3 separate regions of the Ovis aries genome follow, and regions 1 and 2 are each linked to region 3. The links are chromatin contacts, called in public Hi-C maps. All regions are on one chromosome and are shown on one strand. The core of a region is the stretch at or near the end of the contact, and the rest is flanking DNA. Distances in the headings are between cores, read along the strand shown.

Region 1 (2,700 bases), core at 92-2,591, 160 kb after region 3:
GGAGGCCCTCCCCTGGAGACCCAGCTATCTTACGTTTCTTTAAGGATTCTTTCTTCCCCTCTTTGCCTGTGCCTTCCAGAGCTGACTCCATCACCTATGGCCAATGAGAGGGAGAAGCCAGGGTGACATTACAGACATCCAGCATCCACTGCCTGACGTGCCACCAGGACCAGATGCAGGTAAAGGCTTCACCTGCTCCTGGTCTCTCTTGAACAGGAATCAGATTGTGTAAAACAGAATAATTTTTAGTTAAAAGAACTTACTGAGCTCTACACTGAAAACTCCTTGAGTTGAGGGTTCCCATCTATCTAACAGCACAAGCACGTAACTCTGCTTGGAGTCATAGGGGTAGTAGCTGAATGGGCCCTGGAAGCAATGCCTGAGCTCCTTGTACTTCCAAGTAACAAGACTTTCTCTTCTGCTGAGTTAGTTCTGGAACGTCGCAAATACCAACTCCACTCTTGTTCTATCCAAATCCTGCCAGGTTACACACATGCACCCCCTGCCCCAGCAAGCCCTTACTATAGGCTATATCAGTATACATTAAGTGCTCAGTGATGAAGCCTACTGGCTCTGAAGAATATACTCAATAAATCATTCAATCCTTATAATAATCCTAACAGAAAACAAACACCTGAACGAAGCTCCGTTGAGCTTGTGGTTCCAGTTGGTATGATTAAACTGTGAGCAGGCTTCAAACCCTGGTCTGCGGGATCCCAAACCTTCTACCCTGCAGCCCTGGGCTCCGCCCCCCTCCATGGTTCCACAGCCGGAAGAGCCTTACTGTAGCGCAGCAGGACTGCCACCACGTGGGGAGCACAAAACTAGACACAGGAAGGGAGAAAATCCTGCCCAAGGTCCAGAAAGACTTAGGGGAAAAACCCAAGCCGCGGAAGGGAATGGGGCGGGACTCTTCAATTTCAAGGTGTAGAGCTAACGAACAGAGACGGTCCATAGGCTTTACTACTTTGCAAGTAAAGCCAAGTTCTACCTCCCTCTACCGAGCCCTGCCTCGGTATCCTAAGCTGGAAGCATCGGGGGAAATGAGGTTCTTCCCTAAGGGGCCACTCTCGTGTCCCTCGCTAGCAAACTGTTAGGTTATGCTGTCTCCGGCACGCTGCGCATCCCTTCCTCCCAGGCCGCTCGCCCACCTCCGGCTCCCCAGCAGTTCCGCGATGCTCCGCTCTCGCAGGTGCGGGGCCCATCCCTCATGTATTGCTCTCGCACTTTGGGTGTAAAGTCCACTTGCTCTGAAGAGATTCTACCCACGTTGGCAGAAATGCCCAAACCGCGGCAGAAATGCGGGTACCGGTGTTAGCAAGCCTCATGGCAAAGAACCCCGCCCAGTTCCAGAGCCATTGGGTGAGTGCCCGACGACTCGCTCGTCATTGGTTTCTGTCACTCTCCAGGACCGCCCATCACGGGGGAGGGGCCAAACAGAGTTCTCCGATTTACGGCCTCTTTGCGACAGCAGACCGGAAGCTTGCCGGCAACTTGGCAGTTGTTTCCGTTTCCTCACTTCCTCTTCTTGGAACACCGAGGGAAAGGGAGGGGCTAGCTTGGGCGTTTTGGGGAGGGTTTGTTTACGTAAGTGATTCCTCTTCTTGCTTTATCAATTAACCAATCTTGTCAGTTCTACTTGCAAAATATGTCTTGAGTTTATTCATTTTGTGTGTGTGTGTGTGTGTGTGAAGTCACTTCAGTCTTGTCCCATTCTTTGCGACCGTAGTGACTGTAGCCTGCCAGACTCCTTTGTCACTGGGGTCCTCTGGGCAAGAATACTGGAGTGGGTTGCCATGCCCACCTGCAGGGGATCTTCCTGTCTCAGGGATCAAACCAGCCTCTCTTAGGTCTCCTGCCCGATGGCAGCCTGGTTCTTAACCACTAGCATCACCTGGGAAGCCCCAGGACTATCTCTTCAGTTCAGTTCAGTTCAGTCGCTCAGTCGTGTCCGACTCTGCGACCATGGATTGGAACACGCCAGGCTTCCCTGTCCTTTATGTAGTCATAATTCGATTATAAAATTCAAGAAATGTAACTTTCATTCAATACTATCATCAGTTCAGTCGCTCAGTCGTGTCCGACTCTGCGACCCCATGAATTGCAGCACGCCGGGCCTCCCTGTCCATCACCAACTCCCGGAGTTCACTCAAACTCATGTCCATCCAGTCGGTGATGCCATCCAGCCATCTCATCCTCTGTCGTCCTCTTCTCCTCCTGCCCCCTGTCCCTCCCAGCATCAGAGTCTTTTCCAGTGAGTCAACTCTTCACATGAGGTGGCCAAAGTACTGGAGTTTCAGCTTCAACATCAGTCCTTCCAATGAACACTCAGGATTGATCTCCTTTAGGATGGACTGGTTGGATCTCCTTGCAGTCCCAGGGACTCTCAAGAGTCTTCTCCAACACCACAGTTCAAAAGCATCAGTTCTTCGGTGCTCAGCCTTCTTCACAGTCCAACTCTCACATCCATACATGACCACTGGAAAAACCATAGCCTTGACTAGACAGACCTTTGTTGGCAAAGTAATGTCTCTGCTTTTGAATATGCTATCTAGGTTGGTCATAACTTTCCTTCCAAGGAGTAAGCGTCTTTTAATTTCATGGCTGCAATCACCATCTGCAGTGATTTTGGAGCCCCCCAAAATAAAGTCTGACACTGTTTCCACTGTTTCCCCGTTTATTTCCCTTGAAGTGATGGGA
Region 2 (2,941 bases), core at 377-2,876, 210 kb before region 3:
AAGACAATTACTGAGCCTCTACGATGTACTAGGAACTGAGACTGTGATGAAAAGCAGCCCCTAGGCGCCGACATAGGCTAGAAGGGTGGGCAAACGGTGACAATACCAGATTAAGAGCTAGGCAGAAAAAAACAGAGGGCCGTGTAAGCACAGGGGAGGAAACAAACCACCGTGCTCAATGGGGGCAGGAAGAGAGGGAAGGCTAAGAGTGCAGCCCCCTTGTGCAGATGAGACCGGAGTCCTGACTGGATGGCTAATCTGCTCAGTCTCAGGGCGCATCAGGAGTCGGCGAGGGCTAGAACTCAGGTTTTGCAGGCACGTCCTACCCCTAGCCCCGCGCCGCTTTCCACCAGGCTTTGGGCTTTCCGTTCGCTACTTTCTTGCGGGCCCGCCCCTGAAGCAGTCAGATCCCAAAAGCTTCTTTGTGGGGAAGTAAATACCCCTCCACTCCCAACCTCTGGGACGCCTCCCTCGAGCAGCTTCTACCCCTCAACTCATCGACTCCCGGCCCGGCCACTTCGCGAACATCCGACACCACGAGACTCACTCGGAGGACTCGATTTCGATCGACATAGCGCTGTCTTTCCGGGCGCAGGCCCCACTCCACTCTCAGGCCCAGCCGCACAACGCACCAACGCCACCTCCGGCGACTCACGTACGTCACTTCCGCTCGACGTCGAGCCCCCTCGCTCCGGAGGCCGTGTGTACGGAAGAGGAGGGAGGACTACGTGTGGGGCGGGGCAGTGCTGGGCGGGGCTTGCACGCAGGGCGGTGCAGGGCGGAGCTTCGAGGGCGTTTCAGAAGTCTGAACCTAAGTGCCTGGTCCAGAGAATTCTTCATTCTCTCTAAAGAAAGAGTCGTTCTTAAAGGACTGGTTTCTAAATGTTGCCTTTTAAATTTTTACTTAGTTTAGATTTAAAGATAGGGCTGACAGACATAGAGAACAGACTTTTGGACAGAGTGGGGGAAGGAGAGGGTGGGATGAATTGAGAGTACAGGAGAATCATATATATTACCATAAACAAAACAGATAGCTAGTGGGAATTTGCTGTATGACTCAGGGAGCTCAACCCAGTGCTCTGTGACAACCTAGATGGGTGGGATGGGGTGGGAAGTCGGAGGGAGATTCAAGAGGGAGGGTACGTATGTATCAGTACAGTTCAGTTGCTCAGTCGTATCTGACTCTGCAACCCCATGGACTGCTGCATGCCAGGGTTCCTTGTCCATCACCAATTCCCAGAGCTTGCTCAAACTCATGTCCATCGAGTCGGTGATGCCATCCAACCATCTCATCCTCTGTCGTCCGCTTCTTCTCTGCCTTCAATCTCAAGACCAGCCTCAAGAACTTCTCCAGTGAGTCAGTTCTTCACAACAGGTGGCCAAAGTATTGGAGCTTCCGCCTCAGCATCAATCCTTCTAATGAATATTAAGGGCCGATTTCCTCTAGGATTGACTGGTTTGATCTCCTTGCAGACCAAGGGACTCTCAAGAGTCTTCAACACCGCAGTTCAAAAGCATCAATCCTGAGTTGTATTCGCAGCCACCACCGCGCCGCCGTCGCTCTCCAACGCCAGCGCCTCTTCTGGCTCTCGGAGCTCCAGCCGAAGGAGAAGGTGGGTAAGTAAGGAGGTCTCTATACCGTGGCTCGTACAAAGCAGACTACCGGCAAATCGACCGGTGGTAAAGCACCGAGGAAGCAACTTGCTACAAAAGCCGCTCTCAAGAGTGCGCCCTCTACTGGAGAGGTGAATGAACCACATCGTTACAGGCTTGGTACTGGGACACTCCGTGAAATTAGACGTTATCAGAAGTCCACTGAACTTCTGATTAGCAAACTTCCCTTCCAGCGTCTGGTGCGGGAAATTGCTCAGGACTTCAAAACAGATCTGTGCTACCAGAGTGCAGCTATTGGTGCTTGGCAGCAGGCAAGTGACGCCTATCTGGTTGGCCTTTTTGAGGACACCAACCTGTGTGCTATCCATGCCAAACGTGTAACAATTACGCCAAAAGACACCCAGCTAGCATGCCGCATACGTGGAGAACGTGCTTTAAGAATCCACTATGACGGGAAACATTTCATTCTTTAAAAAAAAAAATTCTCTTCTTCCTGTTATTGGTAGTTCTGAACTTTATTTTTTTTCCATGGGGTCAAAAGGTACCTAAGTATATGATTGCAAGTGGAAAATAGGGGACAGAAATCAGGTATTGGCAGTTTTTCCATTTTCATTTGTGTGTGAATTTTTAACATAAATGCGGGAATATAAAGCGTTAGTGAAAGTCAAAATGTTTCAGTGAACAAGTTTCGGCAGTTCAACTTTATAACAATTATAAATAAACCTGCTAAATTTTTCTGGACAATGCCAGCATTTGGATTTTTTTTAAACAAGAAAATTTCTTATTGACTGCAACTAAATGGTGTTTGTAGCATTTTTATCATACAGTAGATTCCATCCATTCACTATACTTTTCTGAGTTGTCCTGCGTGCAAGTACATGTTTTTAATGCTGTCTGTCTTCTGTGCTGTTCCCGTAAGTTTGCTATTAAAATGCATTAAACTATATATATAAAAAAAGCATCAATTCTTTGGCACTCAGCTTTCTTTATGGTACAACTCTCACATCTGTACATGACTACTGGAAAAACCATAGCCTTGACTAGAATGACCTTTGTCAGCAAAGTAATGTCTCTGCTTTTTAATAGGCTGTCTAGATTTGTGATAGCTTTTCTTCCAAGGAGCAAGGGTCTTTTAATTTCATGGCTGCGGTCAACATCTGCAGTGATTTTGGAGCACAAGAAAATAAAGTCTGTCACTGTTTCCATTGTTTCCCCATATATTTGCCTTGAAGTGATGGGACCAGATGCCATGATCTTAGTTTTCTGAATGTTGAGCTTTAAGCCAGCTTTTTCACTGTCCTCTTACACTTTCATCAAGAGGTTCTTT
Region 3 (2,708 bases), core at 191-2,690:
CCTGGAGAATCCCAGAGACGGGGGGGGGGCCTGGTCGGCTGCCGTCTGGGGTCGCACAGAGTCGGACACGACTGACATGACTTAGCAGCAACACTTCGAGCCCTTTCCTTCCTCCATAGCTTTCGCACCTGCTTCCTTCTGCTATTCCCTCTGAATTTTCACATAGTTGATCATTCTCATCTATCCTACTCAAAGAAGGCTGGCCACCTTTTACGGAGCAGATCCTAATCAGTCACTGTTACCCTGCTTATTTCTTTGACAACCCAAATCACCAGTTTGTAAATAAACTTAGTTTTAAAATAATTTTTGTTGTTATTTTTGGCCACAGGGGCATCTTTCCTTTCGGCACCTTCCATTGCCACACCTGGGCTTTCTGTTTGGGGGAGGGTGGGGATGGTCTCTTACTTCATTTGCTTGGGCTTCTCTTTGCAGTGGCTTCTCTAGTTGCGGAGCACAGGCGAGTAGGGCACACCAGCTTCAGTGGGTGCCAGCACTCTGGTTCAGTAGTTGTGATGCATCAGCTAAGTAGCCCAGAAGCATGTGGGATCTTCCTAGACCAGGGATCAAACCCATGTCCCCTGTGTTGGCAGGTGGATACTTAGGCACTGAACCACCAGGTAAGTACCACATTACTTAGTTTTAACCTTCCCTACTAGTCAATGCACTTCACTGAAGGCAGGGACCTTGTCTGTCTTTTTCACATTAACCTCCAGCAGTTAAAGCAATGCCTAAAAGTATGTGAATGAATGACTATTATTTTGTGTTCTTGGGGAAGTCTAGAGCAGTGAATTACTTTACAAATGCAGATGCTTCACACTTAAGTACTGTGTTCTCTTTAGTAGAGCAACAGCAAAACACACAAATGAAAAAATTCCACACACTCAAAACATTTTGTACTTTAAAAATGATCGGTGCCCCCAAACTTACCCCCTCTCACATTGAGTCCCTCTGTATCTACTTTAGTATTATCATCTGCTCTTTCAAGTCCTTTATCATTTCTAATAAATGGGTTTTTGTTTCTAAACTGATTTGTAAGAGCCTTTTATCGTTTGTTTTGCAGACATCTTTTCCCCTGCCTTTTGACTACTTCGTCTTTGTTTTAATCCTAAATCTGATCCACTCTAGTAAGGAGGTGCGGTCTGACCTGACTCCAGAAAATCAGGCAAGGCTGGTTGGGTGGGAGGGTTAAAGGACACGGTAGCAGGAGAGAACAGTGACTCTCAAAAGGAAAACAACTATTGATTGTGCAAGACCGAGCATGCTTACCCTCCCGGGATGTTGGCTACCTACAGCTACTAGTACCCTGCTTCAGCCCGGCGCCGGGCGCGTCTGTTTGACGTCACCGACGCTCCGCACAGTTGACTCAGGCCGCGCAAACTCCGTGGCCGTCTACCGCGCGCGCAGAAGCGAATTTTCTCGCGGCGCCGGAAGTCCAGAGCACATGACCGGGTGACAGCGCTCGCTGGCCTGCAGGGCTCGCTTTAGGTGTTGCGGCACGGGATGGCGGAGGCGCCTCCTGTCTCAGGTACTGTACTGGCCCTCGCAGGACTGGGCCCCTCTCGGGGAGCGGAAATTGAGTCAGTGACGAATCCTAAGGCACCGGCCATTCGTATCGCGAGAGTGGCACGTACAGAGGTTGGGGATAGTGGCTCGGAAGGGCCAAGCCACGCGCGTCGTGCGTACCGAGGTCTTAACCATCCTTGGCTGGTGGCGAAGCCCGGCAGCTGGGTTTCCAAGGAGAGTCGGTTTGTCCCGCTGAGTCGATGCGGGTGTCCCGCCCTTTCCAGGGCTCATCCCGGTCTTCCTGGGGCAGTGATATCCGACAGGCGGGCGTCGGCCCGTGACGGTGGCTAGCTCTCGACGCGCGGCGGGATTGCTCGCTGCGCTTGAGATGTATTCGTGCGTCCTAGGGCAGCAGCGCGGGCGCGAGCCGAACACTCGTGGTTTCCAGTCTCAGCTTGCCATGAGCTCGCAATGTGAAGGCTCGTTTTCCTCATCTGTGACTTGGGAGTAAATAAATCAATTACTGTGAAGGTTCCCGCCGCTACTGTACGTGTTACACAATTGTTAGCTTACTTCCCCTCCCAGAGTTGTCTCTATATGTAGAGACAACTGCACATAGAGACAACCTCATCTGGCTGTTAATGTAACACAATTTCCAGTTACTTCAGGGTACCTTGGATCTTTGTTTTCCCAACTCTTTGGACAGTGACGGAAAAGGAGCATTTAACATAGTGATCTCAGCGCACACGAATATAAAAACGAACCAAAAATTTCAGGAAGCAGTGGTTTTCCTTATTATCTCCAATATACTCTATACTGCATATTTCGTTTGAAAATAGTCTTGTCACAACCCACTACATAATTTGATTTCATGATCCACTCTTTCTGAAAAACAGGGCAGCAATTTGCAGCATGAGGGTCGTGAACAGTCATTAATTTGAGTCTTAGTTCTGCTGCCTACCAGCTGTTGGGGCACCAAGAAGCCTATGTATGTATTTGTGTGCTTGGTGGCAGGTAAAATGTATTTGTTACTGTGGATCTTGGTCAAAAACGTTGGCTAACACACTGCATTGGTGTACCCTAGTCCATTTTTTGTTTGTTTACCCTAGTCCTGATTTAGGTATTAATTCATCTTGGAGGTAGGGACCACATTTAGCCTGGTGTTTTGTTTTTCTCCCACTCACTCTTTCCCCAGATCCCCTTAA

What was found. Hi-C and Micro-C count contacts between places; a contact is called where the count stands out from the background.
Region 1: a Hi-C map of liver shows a contact between it and region 3, with 5 times the contacts expected there. The contact joins the promoter of NOL6 here to the promoter of NFX1 in region 3. A contact is called at or near these places in 3 of 16 Hi-C or Micro-C datasets (blood, liver and muscle).
Region 2: a Hi-C map of liver shows a contact between it and region 3, with 3 times the contacts expected there. The contact joins the promoter of LOC121818502 here to the promoter of NFX1 in region 3. A contact is called at or near these places in 2 of 16 Hi-C or Micro-C datasets (liver and skin fibroblasts).

Annotation. Positions count from the first base shown.
Region 1 is chr2:37,702,248-37,704,947 of ARS-UI_Ramb_v3.0, reverse strand. NOL6 (nucleolar protein 6) reads right to left here and starts at 1,341. Exons shown (of 26, transcript XM_004004141.5): 1 at 1,152-1,341; 2 at 1-94. The coding sequence starts at 1,205.
Region 2 is chr2:38,075,346-38,078,286 of ARS-UI_Ramb_v3.0, reverse strand. LOC121818502 (histone H3.3A-like) reads left to right here and starts at 1,626. Exons shown (of 1, transcript XM_042242683.2): 1 at 1,626-2,941. The coding sequence starts at 1,626. The coding sequence ends at 2,087. It overlaps SMU1 (SMU1 DNA replication regulator and spliceosomal factor), which reads right to left and starts at 653. Exons shown (of 11, transcript XM_060409155.1): 1 at 548-653. The coding sequence starts at 573.
Region 3 is chr2:37,860,549-37,863,256 of ARS-UI_Ramb_v3.0, reverse strand. NFX1 (nuclear transcription factor, X-box binding 1) reads left to right here and starts at 1,440. Exons shown (of 24, transcript XM_060409150.1): 1 at 1,440-1,525. The coding sequence starts at 1,501. LOC121818609 (a long non-coding RNA gene) reads right to left here and starts at 1,331. Exons shown (of 3, transcript XR_006058603.2): 1 at 406-1,331.